2 separate regions of the Mus musculus genome follow, and region 1 is linked to region 2. The links are chromatin contacts, called in public HiChIP or PLAC-seq maps. All regions are on one chromosome and are shown on one strand. Each heading gives the region's core, a stretch centred on a gene start, on an enhancer-like site or on the middle of the called end of the contact. The rest is flanking DNA. Distances are from core to core; before and after follow the strand shown.

Region 1 (2,700 bases), core at 20-2,519, 420 kb after region 2:
AAGCACATAGCAGAAAAAAAATACTCTATGATCTCATCTGCGTGTGACATCTAATAACAATAAAGAACCAGAGGGTCAGGGAGTTTGCTCTGAGATGGTGTCTCCTAGTAACATCAGAAGTTAACTCCATAACACCATCATGACAGCCCGAATGTGAGCCGAACAAGGATGAAACCAATGGACACACCTAAGTAGACAAGAACAAGCCACAGAGGCCACCATCTAACACAAAGACATGCAGGCAACTGAGGAATGCTGGGAGTAGGAGGGCTGGTCTTCCCAGAGAAGAGCACACCAACTGGGCAGTGCCAAAGGACCGGTCCAGGAAACATACACACAAAAAATACAATATGAACAGGTTATATTCAGGAATATATTCAGGAAATTCGAGACATAGGTCAGAAGATACAAAGCAGTAGATATGCAAACTGAAGAAGTCAAGAAGGACACGCGCAGCAGACAGACTCCAGTTAAGAAAACAATAACAAGGGGCTGGAGAGGTGGCTCAGTGGTTAAGAACACTGACTGCTCTTCCAGAAGTCCTGAGTTCAATTCCCAGCAACCACATGGTACCTCACAACCATCTGCAATGGTATTGATGCCCTCTTCTGGTGTGTCTGAAGAGAGAGATGTTTTACCCACATATATAAAAGAAATAAAATCTAAAAGGAGCAGGAGAAGGAAGAAAAAAGGAAGGGAGGGAGGGAGGGAGGGACGAAGGATACCATTATGTTGTATACCTCCACTATAGATAATAAAATGTATGTATTTAAAAATGAGTGTGTAGTCAAAACTTGGCTTAGAATGAAGATCTGAGTCCTCCTATCTGAGTGATCGTTGACAAGTGACATGTTGAATAGGAATAATCACAGCTGCCTTGTCAAATTTAAATTGTGTGAAGTGTTCAGAGGGATCTATTTCCCTGTGCCTGCCATACGGAAAATATTCAAAAGGTTAGTGGGTACCATGTCCTTTTTTGGACAATAGTTAAATTAATATCATAATCCAACAAGTTAGAAATGTTTTCTATTTTGTTTCCAGAACCTACAGACTTAGAATCTCATTCTTTTTATTGATGTCCTTTCAACATATTTCCATAACAACAGAATAAATGAGACAGAACTCAAGCTCACTGACATCTCAGCCCCACCCTCATTCAAAAAAACAGGAAAAGTGGGTTTCAACTTTCAGAGAGTGGAGCAGCATCCTCCAAACAATAGAATCCCTTTCACACCCAGCAGCTTCTCGCACACAGCTGAACAAAGGAGGCCTCCTGGCAGAGTGGTTCTTCAAATGATCCCCTGTGAAGAGCTCACAATGTCCCCATTGTTTGGGTCACAATCACCCTTGACAGGGTTGCTAGTACAGAAGGTGCTGTAGATTCTGGTGTGCCCCACTCTACCCATGGTAGATTCAATCCTTCACCACCTACCCAGAGCTCTTTGTGGCCCACACAGTCCTGCAGGCAAGGGCATCTGACAGCTCTGAAGAGCTGCAGATGTTGGCGGGCAAGAAGGCTGGCTCTCAGAACCCTGTCATGAGATACTCTCTGTAGAAAACAGTGAAGTATTACATTGCTTTATAACAACTCAAATCTCCCAGTAGCCTCTTTCCTTGCCCCTCCCCACGGTCATATTTTACTGGAAACAAGTCCAAAAATTTTCTGGAGTCTCTGTCTAGAGCCCCCCCCCCCCTTACTACTATAATAGACCCCACAGCCCTGACATACACAAGTATCCGTAAACAGACTTTTTTGTCATTCCAAGCCGGGCAGGGAATGAGTAAGTATAGTGTCCACATACAACTCCGAGAACACCTTACGAAGAAGATTCTAAAGACCAGCTACCTCAGAAGAACACCCTCCACTGTGGTCTAGGGGACAGCAAGGCATTGTGGTGAAGAACCAACCTGCCTCCTCCTTAAGCAAAAAAACCATTTTATAATATAGACAGACCAGGTTCATTCCTGTTTATGGTTAAACTTCTGCTTCTCAAAGATTGGGCTATACCCCACAGGTAACTATAAATGATTCTATACTGCCTGTTCCAAGAAACAACAACCATGTCTGTTGCTTATAACCATCTTACAACCCTATCTTTGTTTCAAAAGGTTATATGATTGCTTGTTGCTATGACTACCTTGTTTTGCCCATCTTGCAACTACCTCTTTGTGTCATAACTAACTTGTTATGCTTATGTTCTGCTTCTGCAACCCTGCCTATTTTGCCCACCAAATGCCCATTACATACTCCTGAACTATAAAACCCTTGTCTTCCTCACATCCAACGCTGACCTCTCGAGCCTCACCATTGCGGGAGGCAGCCCATGTACATGAATTTTAAAAGGCTTGCTTTAATTAATTTGACCATGATGATTTGGGTCAGTGTCTTTTTTCCTCACATTTTTGGAATTAACAGTGGCCCAGGTCTTCAATCCCAGTACTTAGAAGGGGCAGGCAGATCTCTGTGATCTATGAGTTCAGGGCCACCTTGGTCTATAAAACCAGTTCCAAGCCAGCTAGAAGTATATAGTGAGACTGCCTCAAAAAAAAAAAAAAAAAAGACAGTAGAGACAGAGGCATCTTGATATTTTTGAAGGTGGGTAATTGCTGTCCTAGTATACTTAAGCACAGTGGGGTGCCTGTCAGAAGCATCGTTATATGGGTATGTCACAGACATCTGGTACCTTAGTCTCCAGCTAC
Region 2 (2,700 bases), core at 42-2,541:
GACCATCTTGGCCAGAGGAGGTCTCACTGTGAACCAGGCCAGGCCAGATTTTTTTTGAAGGTTGCCTGGTTACTGGTGGGATACAAGGAGTGTCCAGGGACTCCCACTGCTGAAGATAGGCTTGGAAATTTCATTTGAAATTTTATTTGAAATTTTATTTGAAAAATAAAGGTGTGTGATACCTGAGTGTGTGTCTCTGTGTCTGTCTATCTGTCTCTGTTCTTGTCTCTCTGTCTCTGTCTCTGTCTCTGTCTCTCTCTGTGTGTGTGTGTGTGTGTGTGTGTGTGTGTGTGTGTGTGTGTGTATCTGACAGTCTGTGGCCTTTGTTTAAAAAAGTCTCCTGTTGTTAAAAATATTGAATATGCATGCATGTAACCTGTATATCAGCCAGCCTGTAGGTCTGCTCGAGTGATGGACAGTGCTTATGGCCCCTAGGAAGTACCCTCTGCATTCTTTGGTAGGTCTCTTAGGTTGCTTAATGTGTTCCATGCACTCATTTGCCAAAGTAGCTAACATAGGTACAGGCTCTCGTTTGCTTCCTGGTGTTTTTCAATTAGGACGTTAGGGGTGTCATGCCTTCTCAGTCAGCAGGGCCAGCTATAGAACGGAATGAGGCAAAGATGTAGGGTCCTCACTTAAAAGTATTATGGATCATTTTGGAACAGCTGAGTGGCCTTTTAAAAGAAGGAACTCGATGACTAAGCAGGTCACCTGCACAGAAGCTGGTGACCGCTAAACCCACCCCATGTTTAGAAAACATGGATATCTGGCCCAAAGCACCAAGCTTAGACTTTCAGGGGGCTCTAGCCACTTTGAGTGTAGGAATCCAAAGCCTTGGGGATCCCACCTGCTTGTTATTTCCTGGCGAGACCTCCAGGGTGGGTAGTAGTGAGTTTGTGAAATTACTCAACTCTTTCAAACCAGGCTGAAGCAGCTGCATCCTGGCTAACTTAACAAGGTCGCACTGAAATTAAGAGATGGATTTCATACCTCTGGGTAGCCTAAATGTAGGGAAGGGAGATTCTAGAGTTTGAAGAGCTAGAGGTAGGTGTGTGTGGTGTGTGTGTGTGTGTGTGTGTGTGTGTGTGTGTGTGTGTGTGTGTGTGTGTGTTTACCTGGGCTTCCTCAGTTCCTGCTCCCTCCGTCTCCTCTCTTCTCTCCCTTCCTTAAAGAATTCATCCTGTGGCCACTAGAGGGCTTTTCTTTTCACATGGTAGCTGCTGTGCAGTTTGTTCGGCTTTTTATTTATTCCTACGTGAGCAGACCCACTACACTTCTTGCATATAAACAGTGAAAATTACAATATAAAGGGCTTATTTTTTCCTTCGTTTGGAGTTATCTTGCTTCTGGTCAAAGGCTGGCTCGTTGTACAAGGAAGGGGCGGCATCTTCTGCAGGTAATTCCACTGCTTGGAGGTAAGAGATATGGGAAGGTTTGATTTTTTTTTGTTTTTTTTCTTTTTTCTTTTTTTTTTTAAATCGATGATCTTGTAGGAAAAAAATGCTGTTGTCTCTTGGACAGCAGTCTACTTTAAATCTTTGGTTTAAATGAGTGCTGAGACTGTGAGCTTGTGTGGGTGTGTGTGGTGAAAATCCACCATTGTCAGAACTGCAGGCTGCCCCAAACGCCTCGATCCGCAAGGCTTGTTATTCCCAGTGGCTTGATTTGAATTGGAAGAGGAGGAAATGCAAAGAGCGAACCTCAGAGGAGCTCAAGTTGCTGGAATTACCTCGAACGGGCTGCATTCTCTTAGGGTTTGTTTAAGGAAACTTCTCTGCCTTTTTTTTCTTTCTATCTTTAAATAATGAAAAAAGAGAGAGGGGTTTTCCATTCTTCATTGGAGAGTTTGACCATTTTATGAAATAAACCATTATTGTTTTATTAGGAATCAGTCAGTGTGTTAGAGTTCACAGATCAATCAAAGTCACTTTACCAGCTTGTTAATTTCTTTGTCCAGATCAGCATGTAGAAAAGCCCGGTTGGGTGCCTTTCACTAGGATTTGCATGCACTGTCATGGAAGTTTAGACAAGTCACTTGCATTTGCCTGTTAATCAAAAATTGACTGCTTTATCTTGAACCGGAAGCATCCTGATTTTTCTACCACAGCCTAGCTCACTTTGGTATCGATCCTTAGGTGATCACACAGATGTGACTAACAGACTCCCTGAAGTAGAACGAGCCACAGGCAGTAGGTTCATTAAAGGCTCTGTCATTTGAATTGAATAGCCATTCACGATTTCTCATGCAATGAAGGAGTAATGGAATCACTTAGTGCTTCTCTGACGGCTAGCCCCTTTCAAGATTGTCTTCAAAATGGCAAGTGTGTCTTGGCCCTCTCCCATTTTCACAAGTTTGAGACCAGACTTTCATACCTGCCGTATCTAAAATGCTTAGAGAAATTGGGGAAGGATGGTTGGGGTGACAATCAGACTATTTGCCCTGGCAGCCAACATAGCCCTAAGGTCGACTGCTGCTCCAACTTTATATCATTAAAAGTTCAAACTCCCATCCCCTCCAATGACCTAGAAAAGCCTTAATGTTGCATGGGGTTCTCGGGGAGTTGGGGGATTCCCTGCAATCTGAGCCAATTAGAACCCTCTTCTTTTTATTCCTGGCAGAAATTCTATAATCGACATATATTTACTACCACGGCATGAGGCAGCCACTCATCCATACCAAAGCAGCATGCCAGGTGCCCG

The links. HiChIP or PLAC-seq counts read pairs in DNA pulled down with a chosen protein or histone mark.
Region 1: an H3K27ac HiChIP or PLAC-seq map of embryonic stem cells shows a contact between it and region 2, with 4 times the contacts expected there. The contact joins the enhancer-like site here to the promoter of Insyn2b in region 2. A contact is called at or near these places in 7 of 39 promoter capture datasets (the C10 cell line, cranial neural crest, embryonic stem cells and 4 more), 1 of 484 Hi-C or Micro-C datasets (embryonic stem cells), 1 of 115 datasets of contacts at active chromatin or transcription factors (embryonic stem cells) and 1 of 9 other capture datasets (liver).

The regions. Positions count from the first base shown.
Region 1 is chr11:34,737,857-34,740,556 of GRCm38.p6, forward strand. The region is part of intron 2 of Dock2 (dedicator of cyto-kinesis 2); the gene reads right to left. Among named protein-coding and RNA genes, the nearest start is that of Gm51858, 44 kb to the left of the region's middle. Within about 2 kb of position 1,270, at least 48 of the 459 cell types and tissues checked have an H3K27ac peak or open chromatin away from gene starts, as enhancers often do. A contact at or near this core is called in embryonic stem cells, where this site is marked.
Region 2 is chr11:34,313,531-34,316,230 of GRCm38.p6, forward strand. It overlaps Insyn2b (inhibitory synaptic factor family member 2B), which reads left to right and starts at 1,292. Exons shown (of 4, transcript NM_001025382.2): 1 at 1,292-1,415. All of the region lies in intron 27 of Dock2 (dedicator of cyto-kinesis 2), which reads right to left.